Linked DNA regions of Mus musculus: region 2 is linked to region 1. A link is a contact called in public promoter capture Hi-C data. All regions are on one chromosome and are shown on one strand. The core of a region is the stretch at or near the end of the contact, and the rest is flanking DNA. Distances in the headings are between cores, read along the strand shown. Region 1 overlaps Tor1a (torsin family 1, member A (torsin A)). Region 2 holds the start of St6galnac4 (ST6 (alpha-N-acetyl-neuraminyl-2,3-beta-galactosyl-1,3)-N-acetylgalactosaminide alpha-2,6-sialyltransferase 4).

What was found. Promoter capture Hi-C pulls out the DNA fragments that hold promoters and counts their contacts.
Region 2: a contact with region 1 is called in a promoter capture Hi-C map of liver, with 4 times the contacts expected there. The contact joins two enhancer-like sites. A contact is called at or near these places in 1 of 39 promoter capture datasets (liver) and 1 of 9 other capture datasets (liver).

The regions. Positions count from the first base shown.
Region 1 is chr2:30,960,469-30,967,612 of GRCm38.p6, reverse strand. Tor1a (torsin family 1, member A (torsin A)) reads left to right here. Exons shown (of 5, transcript NM_144884.2): 2 at 258-523; 3 at 3,744-3,919; 4 at 4,011-4,138; 5 at 6,416-7,052. The coding sequence ends at 6,666. It also overlaps a transcript of Tor1b not described here. Among named protein-coding and RNA genes, the nearest start is that of Tor1a, 3.9 kb to the left of the region's middle. Within about 2 kb of position 4,597, at least 12 of the 459 cell types and tissues checked have an H3K27ac peak or open chromatin away from gene starts, as enhancers often do. A contact at or near this core is called in liver, where this site is marked.
Region 2 is chr2:32,587,042-32,594,186 of GRCm38.p6, reverse strand. St6galnac4 (ST6 (alpha-N-acetyl-neuraminyl-2,3-beta-galactosyl-1,3)-N-acetylgalactosaminide alpha-2,6-sialyltransferase 4) reads right to left here and starts at 7,109. Exons shown (of 6, transcript NM_001276425.1): 1 at 6,960-7,109; 2 at 6,506-6,606; 3 at 4,557-4,742; 4 at 1-197. The coding sequence starts at 6,517. Gm52551 (a long non-coding RNA gene) reads left to right here. Exons shown (of 2, transcript XR_003954025.1): 2 at 1,007-1,240. It overlaps Gm23369 (a small nuclear RNA gene), which reads left to right and starts at 614; the gene lies at 614-718. Within about 2 kb of position 3,841, at least 13 of the 459 cell types and tissues checked have an H3K27ac peak or open chromatin away from gene starts, as enhancers often do. A contact at or near this core is called in liver, where this site is marked.

The DNA of each region.
Region 1 (7,144 bases), core at 3,348-5,847:
ACTTTGGCCGGAGGCCTGAGAGATGAGTGGTCGGGGCCCGGGGTAGGGTGTCAGCCCTGCGCGGAGCTCTCCGGGGCGGCCTCACGGCACCTCTTCCGCTTGGCTTTGGGGCCAACCCCGAGGAAGGGCAGAGTTCGCAGCACCAGGGTCCCTCAGCGCTCTCCAAACCAGGCTCCGCGGGCCCTGACGTCCTGGAAATGGGGCTGCCTTTTGCCAGCTTGTTTCTCTCCTGACCAGAGTGATCTTTCCTTTCTCAGCGCTGCAGAAAGATCTGGATAACAAGCTCTTTGGACAGCATCTTGCAAAAAAAGTCATCCTAAACGCCGTGTCTGGTTTCCTAAGCAACCCGAAGCCCAAGAAGCCCCTTACCCTCTCTCTGCACGGGTGGACGGGCACCGGCAAAAACTTCGCCAGCAAGATCATCGCGGAGAATATTTACGAGGGCGGACTGAACAGTGACTATGTACACCTGTTTGTGGCCACGCTACACTTCCCCCACGCCTCTAACATCACACAGTATAAGGCAAGAGCATTAAGTTGACCGCCTTCGCGGATGACCCGGAATTGGGGTTTCTCTGTTGTGGGGTGGGATGTGGGAATTCCACGTCAGTGAGTGAGCCACAACATGGCTCTCTGTATGTCAGTTCCTCTTTAAAAGGTGTGCACAGAAGTGGTCATATCCCTTGGAGGAATGACAGCTGAAGCTAGGCTACCGTGTTTTAAAGGGGACTGTCAAGAGCTGGGGGTAGCTCGGCATAGAGCACTTGCCCAGAATGTGGGAAGTTCTGTATTATGTCTCTCCACCCCAACTCCCACAACTCCCGCTGTGGCGAGGGTGCACTGGGGGATAGATATGTAAGTTACAAAGGGTTTGAGATACATAGAGCAGTTAGACCACCAAAGTTTTATGAGTGGCCTCTGTGACACTCATAAAGTGACTCGGTAAGGTGACAACTTGGCTGGGAAGTGGGGACATAACAACTCCAGGGTCTTTAGGAGTCGCCTCCCCCCGCCCCCTGTTGTGAAAAGGAAACCTAGAGGCCAAGTTTGCTTTGACCCAGCTGTTGCAACCTGCTATTGGAGTTTAATTCTGATAACAGGCTCACACCTGAATTCAGGTTCGGTCCCTCCCTCCCTACAGCTGTGCAGTAGGGGCTGTCACTTAACTTGAGCAGGGACATTCTTTATCTTAGAATGGTGCTTCAACCTCGAGTCTGTTAGTGCACCCCCTTTCTGTTGAGCATTGTGTGGCCATAACTGTGGCTTTGTGCAGGTTGTTTAATCTTGGTGCCTGAGGTCAGCGGGTGTTTTCCTACACACCTGTATTCCCAGCAGGCTGAGGCAGGAGGATCACACCTTTGAGGTTAGTCTGGGCTACATAGTAAGCTTCTGTTTGAAAACAGAAATGGAGAGGATGTCAGGTGGAGGAAGAGGAGAAAATAGGGGCTCAGTATCATTTCCTCAATGGCTTTGGGGAGAAGATTCAAAAATGTTGTCATAGCCAGGCATGGTGGCGCACGCCTTTAATCCCAGCACTTGGGAGGCAGAGGCAGGCAGATTTCTGAGTTCGAGGCCAGCCTGGCCTACAGCATGAGTTCTAGGACAGCCAGGGCTACACAGAGAAACCCTGTCTTGAAAAACAAAACAAACAAAACAAAAAATGTTGAGTTAACAGAGCTTGGAACGGTGTCTCGCAGCAGTGGGCGCTTGCTCACAGTCTGGGGCAGGAGACTGGGCAGACCTTCTCTGTGGAGTTCTAACGACTGAGTGAGTTGTATGGAACCATGAGTTGCCACATGATTCAGGTCACTGTAGGTTCCTCTAAGGCAGTTTCTCAACCTTCCTAATGCTGTGACTCTTTAATTCAGTTCCTCATAAAATGATTTCGGTATTACTTCAGAACTGTAATTTTGTAACTGTTATGAATCTTAACACAAATATCTGATCTGCAGGTATTTGATAAGTGCGCCCCGGGGGTCTCGACACACAGGTTGAGAACCGCTGCTGGGAGGGGAAGCTGGTCCATACCTGCAGAGTTGCTGCTTACATTAGATACAAAGGAGAACTGTATTGTGGTCACAGAGCAGTGGAAACACCCTAAGCAGATAGATGTACAGTGTAGCTGTTCGTGTGTTCTTTAGAAAGATACATGGCTGCCTTCCCCAGCTCACTTCAAGAGGAGGGTGGCTGGAAATACCTACACCCTAGGTAGGATTTGGGCTCAGTTTTCCCAGGAAGATGCTTTAAGAGGTCTGTGTGTCTCCCCTTGATGGCTCAGTGTATACGAACCTGGCTGGGGTTTGTCTGGGGCTGGCTTAGGGTGACTGAGGCTCTGACTTCATTCTTTAGCATCTGCCCCACCGAACAACCAAATACAAATAAGGTGGGCTCGTTTGTCTGCTTTATTCTTGAGCCCGCTGCCCATGAGCTCATTGTTGCAGCCTGAACTGTGTTTATTATCATCATCATCATTTTAGTTTGGTTTGTTTTTAATTTTGTGTTTGTGTGTGCTTGTCATCATGTGTGTACACATGTCTGTCTCTAGTGATGTGCCTCAGGATCTGTCTACATTTTTTTGAGACAGGGTCTGTCATTGAGACCTGGGCCTGCCTACCAGGCAAGTCCCATGGCTTCTGTCTTTGCTTCCTCAGTACTCTTAGGGCTCTCCCTGGCTTCCTCTCAGGGGCGCTTGTAAGACAGGCACTTTACCCCACTAAGCTTTCTTCCCAGCCCTGGCCTGGAGCTCTTGCTCTGTCTCAGCAGGATCACAAATGAATGTCACCGTGTCCATCTCCAAATGCATTCGTAGAGTGTGTTGCTGGTCGGGAGAGCCTCGTCACCCCCTCCCAGGATGCCGAGCGAGCAAGTTCAGACTCCCTAAGGGAGCCTCTGATTGAGTCAGTGCTTTGCAGGCTGGACTGCAGAGGAAGGGCTGAGGTGATGGTGGGTTCCTGCCTCTCATCCAGAGGCTGTCATCACAGGATAGATGTGACATTGTGAGGACAGAGCTGGTGCCTGGCTGACACAAGGTCACAAACCTGGAGCGTTGGCATAGGACAGGGTTGGGCTGAGATCCCAGCCTGCCTCAGCCTAACTACGTTTTCTTAGGCAAGCGCTCTGTAGCTCAGGGTCCTCGTCTGTGGCATGGGTATGATGCTATCCACACAGGAAGTGCTTGTGAGGCCAAAGGTGTATGGGTGTGATGCTCATAGCACAGTGCTCCAGAAACACAGCCATTGTCCTGAGGGCCTGGGCTTGTTTAGCACTAGTGAGGCTCTGGGTAAATGCACACAAAAAACAAAGAAACCCAAAGCTGATAGCATTGTGTCGACGACTTCCCTGCCTCCCCTCCCTACCCCCCTGAGCTCTTAATTGTAGAAGGAATCATTTGTGCAATGCGTGGAAGCATTCACCTGTCAATAAAAACGCTGACTAGCCAATGAGCTGAGGCAGAACTAGAAGGTAGGACATCGGCAGAGATATAGAGTTGGAAGCATGGGAAATTGGCCCCAGACTGCAGATGGAGAGACACATGAAACTGAAGGAAAGAGAACTTGCCGGGTGACACTCACAGAATAGAATAATCAGGATTATTGAGATAAGAGCTAGTTGGGGAACAGAGCCAACACTCTGGGCTCCAGTATTTCTTCATTTATACTTGAGTCTCAGAGTCATTATTTCGGAGAACTTGGGTGTGGGTGTCGAAGCCCGCAGTTACACTGAAGGGCCCCCTTGTCCTTCAGGACCAGTTACAGATGTGGATCAGAGGCAACGTGAGCGCCTGTGCTCGCTCCATCTTCATCTTTGATGAGATGGACAAGATGCATGCCGGCCTCATCGACGCCATCAAGCCTTTCCTAGACTATTACGATGTGGTAGATGAGGTCTCCTATCAGAAAGCCATCTTCATCTTCCTCAGGTGAGGCTGTGGCTGGGACATGGTGGGACACCCTCGAGCTGGGGGCTTTGGGAAGAGGTGCAGTCCCTCCTCACTGCAATTGTTTCGGCAGCAATGCAGGGGCAGAGAGGATCACAGACGTGGCTCTGGATTTCTGGAAAAGTGGGAAGCAGAGGGAAGAAATCAAGCTCAGAGACATGGAGCCCGCCCTGGCCGTGTCGGTCTTCAATAACAAGAACAGTAAGTATGGCAGTCCACCCCCTAACCGTGCACCCCTACTGCTCCCCGGACCCGACGGAATCCTCGAGTGACCACTGTTAATGAGCTGCAGGAGGCTTTATAGATGAGTTGGTTAAGACAGGGTTTGCGCTACATTCCTTGTGGAGGAAGAGCAGGCAATTGAAGCAGAAGGCCACTGCAGATGGCTGCAGGAGGCAGTAACAGGGAAGGCCTCTCCCTTTGCAGTGTCTTCCCTCTGTCACAGACACTTGCCCTACCTTGTGGGGTAGGTAGATGCTGGCTGGCTGCTTCTTACCGAGGACACAGGCGGCAGGAGGATCTTGTACAGCACCAGGCAGCCAGTACTCAGAGCTTTTGACTCTCAGCTCAACTGCTTCTCTGGCTACTGTCATGCAGACCTTTGACCTTGAACCCTACAAGGCAGACAGCCACGAAGGTTACTCACTGGTTATCTCACCAGGTCGAAGGTTACTCACTGGTTATCTCACCAGGTCGTTGAGGTGACAAAAGGCTACAGGCCCCACTGGAAACATGCTCACCAAGAAATCCGCATTGAAGTTAGGTGACTAGCTAGCACAGTGCGTTCTGTTACTCTGTGCAGATGGAATATTGAGAAAAGACAAACCTTTTTGCTCTCTCTTGATGCTATAAAGGATGGCTGCACACAACAGGAAGAACAGATTGATGGGCAGCACTGTGTGTGTGTGGGCGTGCGTGGTGTGCTTGTGTGGTGAAGGCAGGAGGAGCTCCTGCGGGGCTGTAGCAGGGATAAGGGATAATTGAGAACTCTGTCATGGCTGGTAGACAGTAGTGCTGGGGTGGACAATGAGAGCAGTCTTGGGAGGAGGACACATTGGGCCACCTTGAAGGGAGACATTTGCTGAGGACACATATCTCAGTTGGCGGTATATGGGTGGTTTTGCTTTTATGTGGTTCACACTTTTGCTTTTATGTGGTTCACACTCAAACCCAGGGCCGTGCACACGCCAGCTAATTGCCCTACCACCAGCCCAGCTGGTATTTTTAAGCCGTGTGACCATTTGAAGTCACTGGTTCTGCTGAGCGCTTGTGCTCGGGGTCACCTCCCCAGCCAGGCAGATGCCCCCAGCTACACCCTTAGGGTTCTGGCGCAGAGGCACTGGTGACTGCTCCACAGTCGGTTTGCTCTTTGCTGTGGCCACAGGTCCTCCCCCAAGTACATCAGTGCAGAGCACCGTTCTGAGAAAACAGACCCTGGGCTCTCTGCACAGCTTGCATTGGGAGCCAGAGCACAAAGACTAATAGGCTAGGCAGGACACCAAGACATGTCACGGGCTCTTTAGGGCATCCTGCAGGTACTGAATCAAGTGTTTCCAGGACTGGACGGCTGAGCTATGCAGAACTAGACTTTTGTAGGGAAAATGTTGTCAGAATCCCGACCCTTGAGGTGCACAGCCTTGCTGGCACGCCTTATTACTCAGGGAAGTCTAGGTGTTGCTTCCGGAATGCTCTGCAGGGTTTAGGAACTGGCAGGCAGCAGCTGTGGATTCCTTAATTGCAGGTCCAGCTATGGAAGCTCTAGTTGGAGATTGGCTGGTGGAGTCTGTGGCTGGCTCTCCCTTACCTCTTTTTTTCGAACTTCTTCCAATCTGTCCACCAGCTTCTCACCACTGCCTGGGGCCCAGCACAGTGTGGTGCAAGTGGCCATCTAGTCTGCCTCCCATCTCAAAGGCACACAGGAGAGGCCTTTCCAAGCCCAGAGCTCTAAAGTGTCTGTTTTAAAGCTTTTTTGTGTGTTTCTCATTTTTGTATGCCTATGTATGTGTATGTCAGTATCCAGAGAAGGTTTTGCATCCCTGGACCCAGAGTTGCACGTGGTTGTGAGCAGCCTGAGGCGTACTGGGACCCAACTCAGGTCCTCTGCAGTGAGCAACAAGTGTTCATGTTGGTTTGTTTTCGTGTAACATGGTTTCTCTGTTTAGCCCTGGCTGTCCTGGAACTCACTCTGTAGACCAGGCTGGCCTTGAACTCAGATCCACCTGCCTCTGCCTCAGGAGTGCTGGCATTAGAGGTGTGCACTGTTAAAGGCATTCTTAACTAATGAGCCCCAAAGGTGTCCCCTTATGTCACCCTGCCCTTGCTGTCCCTGCTGCATCCCAAGGCAGTACTCATGGGCAGTTCTCAGCTTGTCTCTCTTCCTCACTGTATGGAGATGGGTAGCATGGCCCCCAGTGAACACCTGGTAATTATCCTGTCTGGACCGATCATTGTTATGTGTCACCTTTCTGTCTTTCCCAGGTGGCTTCTGGCACAGCAGCCTCATTGACCGGAACCTCATAGATTATTTTGTCCCCTTCCTGCCCCTGGAGTACAAGCACCTGAAAATGTGCATCAGAGTGGAGATGCAGTCCCGAGGCTATGAAGTAGATGAGGACATCATCAGCAAGGTAGCGGAAGAGATGACGTTCTTCCCCAAGGAGGAGAAGGTCTTCTCTGACAAGGGCTGCAAGACTGTGTTCACCAAGCTGGACTACTACCTGGATGACTGAGGCCGGCTGCCAGGGCTGTGTCAGTCCGCTCCTCCCCAGAAGAGGCTTGGACACTTCCTGCTGAGGTTAGCGGGAGAATCCTGTTTCTGCTCCTCAGAGCCTGCAGGTGACCGCGCTGTAGGGACCACAGATGCAACATGGACCTGAAGCTCCTGGAGCCTCCAGAGATGAAAGCAGCTCCCAGCATTCTGGACTTGTGATTTTTTTAAAATTATGTTTTAATTTCAGGTGTTTCTGTTTTGAGGCAGAACAAGTAAGTTTTACTGCAAATGTGATAACGTTTTATTTAAAATGGTTTTTAATACTATAAGAAGCTTTCAGCGGTGGCTTTGTGTGTCTTTTGAAACTGTTGGATGACATTACCAGTATTTCTACTTCAGAAACCCAAGCCTGGACATCTGCTGCATGGATGGAATGGTTATCTCAGGAACAAGGGGCCTGAAGCAGCCCTGCCAGGGGCCATAGAGTGGTTAGGTGA
Region 2 (7,145 bases), core at 2,592-5,091, 1.6 Mb before region 1:
AGCAATGGCACACTTGTGTGAGAGATCACGCGCAGAGTGCTGCGCTGGCCCACGTCCTCCTCAAAGCCCACGGTGGGTGCCTGGTTCATGCGTAGCACGCACTCTGCGCCATCGATCTGGGCACCCAGGCCTGAACCCAGCATCTGGCCAGAGCTGGACACCACCGCACAGCTGTGGCACAGTTCTCGGATAAGAGGCTACAGAGAAGGAAGGAGAGAGAGATCAGAAACCCCCCACTCAGGCTGGTATCCACCTGTCCTCCCCCTTGCCTCCCCACTCCCACCTCCATCATGTCCACTAATCTGTCTGATAGCTGGATCAGTCCCAAGGACTAAGCTCTACTGTGGTTTTTTTGTTTTGTTATAGTTTTTTAAATTTGTGTATGTGCATGTGTGTGTACACAGGCATCCATGGGGCGTGGTCACGTGCCAGAGGTTGACTTTAGATGCCTTCCTCAATCACTATTGTCTTGAGACAGAGTCTCCCACTGAACCAGGATTTTGCTAAATCTGCCAAAATGGCTGGCGAGGCAGACCCAGCCTCACTTTGGATTATGTCAGGTGCATGCTGGGTACTTGGCTCTTATATGGATGCTTAAGACTGGACACAGGGTGTTCGCTTCTGCAGAACATATACTAAAATTGGAATGATACAGAGAAGATTAGCATGGCCCCTGTGCAAGGATGACATGCAAATTCGTGAAGCGTTCCATATTTAAAAAAAAAAAAGACTGGATACAGGTCCTCATGTTCCATGGATCAGTCTAACCAACTGAACCTCCTCCCTAGACCCAGGTTGTTTTTGTTTTTGTCTTTAGAGTGAGGCACATGCCACAGAACCCACGTGAAGGCCCAAAGACAGCTTGCTTGAGTCAGTCCCCTCCACCACGTGTGTTCCACGGGGAGCACTCGGGTCATCAGATTCTGTGACATGTGCCTTCACCAGTCAGGTCACTTGGCTGGTCCCTGTTTTCACTTGTAATATAAAGTCTCACTCTCTTGTTCAGGCATGCATTGGACTTGTGGCGTTTCTTCTGCTTCAATTTCCCAAATGCTGGGACCACAGGTGGCAACAGCCATGTCTGCCCACCTGGCAAGCCCGACACAGGAAAACGACCTTCCCAAGCTTCCTTATCAGCCACATCCAGCACTTGCTCTCTCTAAGCCCTAAAATGTCCCTACCTTACTGGGACCTTATTAAAGTTACAGGATCAAATATTTATAAAGCCTTTAGAACGGTCTCTGGCACTGACGGCATGTTCATGTGTTTGCTAAGTACACAGGAACTACAAGCTCTTCCGAAGCACCCAGGTCCCTTCCTGCCCTGCCCGTGCCCAACCCATACTGCACTGAGTTGTTAACGGAAGGGTCTTCAGTTAGAGGGGTCTTCCATGGCCAGCCCAGGCCAGTTTTGCTAGTCTGATTCTCAATGTGAATCCCAGCTCCATCCCTTGGCCCAAGGTAAGGGGGTGCCACCCCTCATCTGGGAAATGGGTGTGAAAACACCTGCTTTAACCCTCTCGTGAGAGCCCAATAGAAAAGGTACAAGGAAATAAGGAGCCAGGGGTGGGGGGCACAGGATGGTCTTGGGCACGGGCTGCCCAAGTCAGGAGGCTGGAACACAGTGGAACAGAACAATTCCCTCCCTAAGCTCCAAGCCCTCCTAGCACTTCTAAAAGCCATGAGGGTCACAAAGGGGCTGGAGAGGACTTCTGGGAGGGTCAGAAAGAGTTCTGTGTCGCCTTGGTGAAGGCTATCCATACTCTCCTACTTCTGTCGACACTCACTGGCTGGACGTAGAGGTATAAACCTTTAGTTTCAGCACTCAGGAGGCAGAGGCTCTGAGATCCTGGTGAGTTCCAGGACAGCCAAGGCTACAAAGCAAGTTCCAGGCCAGCGAGGGCTATCTAGTGAGACCCTGAACTGTTCCTTTTAACTGGTGAATTCTGTTATAGAGACCCTGAACTGTTCCTTTTAACTGGTGAATTCTGTTATAATCTGTCAATTTGCACACATACATGCTGTGTGGATACACATCCAGGTAGAAGCCCAAGGTTGATACATAGTGTCTTCCTCGAGCACTTGCCACCATGTATCTTGAGCCAGGGTCTGTCACCATACACCAAGAACCCTGCTTGGCTAGTCTGGCTAGCTAATTTACTCCAAGGATTCCATCTCTGTCTCCCCAAAGAGATTACAGCAAGTTACCAGGCCAACCTAGTTTTTTGTGGGTTAAGCTTGCACACAGGGCACAAATGCTCTGTTTCCCAGATCCCGCCCTGCTTCTTTTGAGACAAGGTCTTGTGTACAGAGACTGTCCTGGGACTTAGGTGCTGGAACCGCAGATGTGAGCTGCTACCCAGACCTCAGGCCCATTAAGGGCCCCATCTCGTATTTGTTATACCACCCAAGAGGTAGACACTAGGCAGCCTGAATGCACACACTCAGAGAAAATTGCCACGGCTCCCACAAAAGTGCTGGGCTCTCACCTGGAGGAACTCAAGTTTATAGAGCCATGTAAAAGATTAGTTCCACTCAATAAAAGACACTGTGAAATCCCCCTCAGCTTTTTTTTTTTTAATAAGATGTTGATTTAAGAACTCATAAATCCATTTTCTGTACTACAGTATTAAAAAAAAAAATAGTGGGGCAAGCCTGTAATCCCGGGACCTGGGCATTTGGCAGGATAAGTTCAAAGCCATCTGCCACACGGCAGAGTCCAGGCCAGCCAGGGCCACGTGAGACCCTCTCCCGAAAAAGCTGGAAATATGTCCTTCTTGTGCCCTCAGTCTGGCCCTGTCCTGGCAATGGCGGGCTGTCCTGTCTCTAGTGACAATCAGCCCCATCAAGGCTTGTCGTCAGACTGGCCCTCAAAAGGCCAACTGTTTCCCTTTATTGCAAAAGAGGAAAAGGTCTAAGTGTTGACATTCAAAACCTGGATTTCCCACTTAAGAAAAACAAATGGGGCTGGAGAGATGGCTCAGCAGTTAAGAGCACTGACTGCTCTTCCAGAGGTCATGAGTTCAAATCCCAGCAACCACATGGTGGCTCACAACCATCTGTAATGGAATCTGACGCCCACTTCTGGTATGTCTGAAGACAGCTACAGTGCACTTAGATATAATAATAAAATAAACCATTAAGTCGGAGCGAGCAGAGGTCCTGAATTCAAATTCCCAGCAACCACATGATGGATGGCTCACAACTATCAGTGCAGCTACAGTGTAGTCATAAACATAAAATAAATAAATAAACCTTTAAAGAAAGAAATCTCAGACCCTGAGGAGGGAGAGAGGGAGGGAGGGAGGGAGGAGGGTAGGTGAATGCGCTGGGCACTGTGGCATGAGCCTGTGAGCCCAGCACTGAGGAGGCAGAGACAGGTAGATCCCCAAGGGGCACTCGCCAGTCTAGCCACTTAATTCCAAGCAGTGAGAGAACCAGTCTCAATCAATCAATCAGTCATCAATCAATCAAATGCCTGAGAAACAAAGCCCAAGGCTGACCGTCCACACATCCAATCCACACACAAAAGAAAGAAAACGTTCCAGAAGGGCCCAAGTGTCTGAAGAACTCTGGCCGTACTGTGGCAGACTGGACAGTGTTCACCCAGGACACCCTGGCTGGCGCTGTCCCACTGGGCCGTTCTTGGAGAGTGGAGAGCTCACACTTGCGGGAGTTCTGGTGCCCTCGTTTCCGTTTGGTGTTGGCGCTGGAGAATAAACTTAGCCCTTGACCTCGCTAATGCTGACTGAGCTGAAATGAAGCCCCAGGCCAGGCCAGCTCAGGGGTTTCATTTCTCCATTAAATCCTCACACCGCAGCTGGGCACTGGGCACTGTGTGCTGTCTGCCAGTCACCCTTTGAATCCTTGGCACAGCCCAACAGAGGCAGGGATGGGGACGTGACAGGTCTCCAGCAAGCCAGGGCTCCTGAGCATGACCCTAGGGCCACCAAACTAAGAACTGGAACTGTAGTGCCACTAACCTCAGGGTGGCTTTAGGGAGCTCTGTGACTCACAGGACCTCTGCTATCAAGGTCTAGGTTGTGAATGTCCCTCTGCCACACCAGGTGGAGCAAATATGGAGAGGTGGACAGACAGTATGGACGGGAGTCATGGCTGTCTCGGACCCTGGTGTCCCAGTTTCATGACTCCTGGGACCATACATAACCTGGACCTAGGCTGGCTCTTTATGCTCAGCTGCCACACAATGACACTTACTGCAGGAGCTAAGCCATGTTTGTGTGAGTATATGGTATGGAGACACAGAAGTCTGAAGACTTCTTGTCTTCCCAGGTTATCCCCAGTGGGCAGCCCCCCACCCCGTTTTTCATTCCCAGCATGTAGTTGGGGGTACCCAGGCAGTATCTGCTTAGTGAAAATCCTATTTCCTCCTAGACCTTGAGTACTCGGAGAGGACAAGTGACTGGCAGATGTCACACAGCTGGTGAGCAGGGAAGCTAAGCTCAGAGTCCAGGCTGGCTTGCCACCAGCCCAGCTCTCACTGTTTCCTAGAGCTGGGGACCCGCTGGCTCCCGTAGCATTGCCTGGCTGACTCACCTTCCCGTCTGGCACGCTGCTGTAGCCACTGAAGTGCAGGGGCCCTGGCACAGTGGATCTGGGGGCCGCAGGGAGGTGGCGGTCCAGGCAGGTTGCCAGGCAGAGCGGCAGGCAGGCCCAGCAGCACAGGAAGACACAGACAGCAGAGAATGTCAAGATGCACAGTGTGAGGAGCAGAAGGCGGCCCTGAGGGAGACAGAGGTCACGTGCCTGCGGGGTACCTGCAAATAACACCCAGCCTCCCCATGGAGAACCTCTGCAGCTCCATTGGTGAGACCTACTTCAGGGATGAATCTAGAGACAAGTCCCCCAATTCCCCTCTTTCCAGGTCAGGACACTCAGTTGGGGTGAAGCTGCTCAGAGCCACACAGCAAGGGTGCAAATTTCAAATGGCAGAACCCAAACTCTTATCTAGAACCCAGATACACTATGCAGTCACCCCAGGCCACTGCTACCTCCACTACCCTATCCCCAGCTGACCCAGTGTGTCCCCTGGGCTGGCTGGGCAGTCCAGGAGGTGGAGGGGGACTTTGAGGAAAGCATCACTTAAGAAATGCGTTCAGAGGCTGGAGAGATGGATGGCTCAGTGGTTAAGGCACTGACTGCTCTTCCAGAGGTCCTGAGTTCAATTCCCAGCCACCAATCAAATTGTGGCTCACAACCATCTGTAATGGGATCCGATGCCCTCTTCTGGTATGTCTGAAGAGAGTGACAGTGTACTCACATACATAAAATAAATAAATAAATAAATCTTTTTTAAAAACACTTTCAAGGACTGGCTTGGTGGTAGTGGCACGCTTTCTGTGCTTGCAAAGGAGCCAGGTTCCAAGAGCCCAGGCAGGGCGCCACACAACCACCCACTATTTAGATAGGTAGATAAAATAGATTAGATAGCTATCTCCATCTAATCTAATAATAATCTAATAATCTAAATGTCTAATCTAATAATAAACATGGTAGCTCATTCCTTGCCCGAGGCAGTACTGTTACAAGTGTGAGGCCAACCTGGGCTACACAGTGAGTTCCAGGCTAGCCTGGACTACAGACCAAGACCCTGTTTCAAAAACTGAAACAAATAAACAGAAAATGCTTCCAACAGTTGGGATGCTTCCGCTCAGCCTCTCCCACTTCTAGAAGAAATACACCGAAAGCCACTTGAAGAAGCCCTCTGGGTCGGTCACCTGGGGGTGACCTCCTGCACACCCACTGAAAGCACCCAGCAAGGTGTCTACCACTGTGTGCTGGGCCATCCATCTCAGTACCTGTGACTCTCAGAACTCCAGTTTTCTAGGCCCAAAGTCATTCCAGAAGAAACACTAGGAGCTAGCCAGTGTACCCAGAAAGGCAGAGGTGTAGAACAGCCCCCAGCACATCCTGCCAGGGGCCCACCCTTCCTTGTCTGTCCATAAGCCACATCAGTTTCTAAAAATAAGTCTTCTCTGTGTGGCCAGCTGTCCAGGAGACCGGGTTCACAGCTCCTAAGGCCTCCGGCTCTACACAACAACTGGTCTGCTGCCCACAAGGGACCAGAGACCTTGACTTGGGCAGTGGTAATTAACCTCCCCACTCCAGCACTCAGGGGGCTCACTGGTAAAGACAGAAAGACCAGAGCGTCACACTCAGTCTCACACCTCCCTCCCAACTAAGTGACACCGGGTTACTTCCATTTCTAGGTGAGAAAAACAAACTGAAACCAAAAGGGGAAGACACCGGCCTGGGGTCACACAGCCCCAGGAGCAGGGGGCTGGCGCAGAAGCAACTACTAAGGGCTGTGGGAGGGACTCCATGCTAGAGCATGTGCTTAGCATGTGCCTGGCTCTGAGTTTCATCCCCCGACACCAAAAGGGGTTAGGGGATCACTGTAACTCCGGGTGTGGGAGGCGGCTGTAAAGCTCTACCCAGGTCACCCCCAAATCCCCAGGCAACTTTTTCTCTTCCCTGTCACTTACCGGGGCCTTCATGCTGTCTCTGCTCTTAGCAGTCTGGAGGCTGCTGTCTCCAGTGCTTGGGATGAGAAAGGCTGGAAGCTGGTCCCAGGATATGAGAGAAACTGAGGCAAGGGAAGAGACAAATCCAGATCAAGAAAAACGGGCCCAGGAACCAAAAGCCTTTAAGTCTCCAAGCATGTGACAACGTGTCCCATTCTAAAGGCCGTGAGTTCAGAGACCTTGCCAAACCAATTCCCATTGTGCAGATGGGGAAGGAGAGGCAAAGAGGAGACGCTCTCGGCTCAAGGTCATCCATTCGGTCGGAGGCAGGCAAAGAAAGCCAGGAGCCAGGAGAACATCGTTCCCATCCATCCCAACTCTCTACCGCGGGGTGATGGAGAGGCCTGGGGCGGGCAGGATGTGAGGTTTTCACCCGGCTAGCTTCCACCGTCCCCTCCCCAAGCTGGGCGCTAACCGAACGAGCGGATTGGAGTGCGCTGGGGGCTCAGGATGCGCTGCTCGGAGCTCCATGTCCAGTGCGCCGGGCCAGAGGGGCTGGAACCGGGCCCCGGGTAGGAGGCGGTGCTGCGGCCGCAGCTTCTGAAGCCTGAAGCTAGAGCAGCGCAGCCGGGGGCGTGGGAGGGGCCTCTGGGAGGGGCGG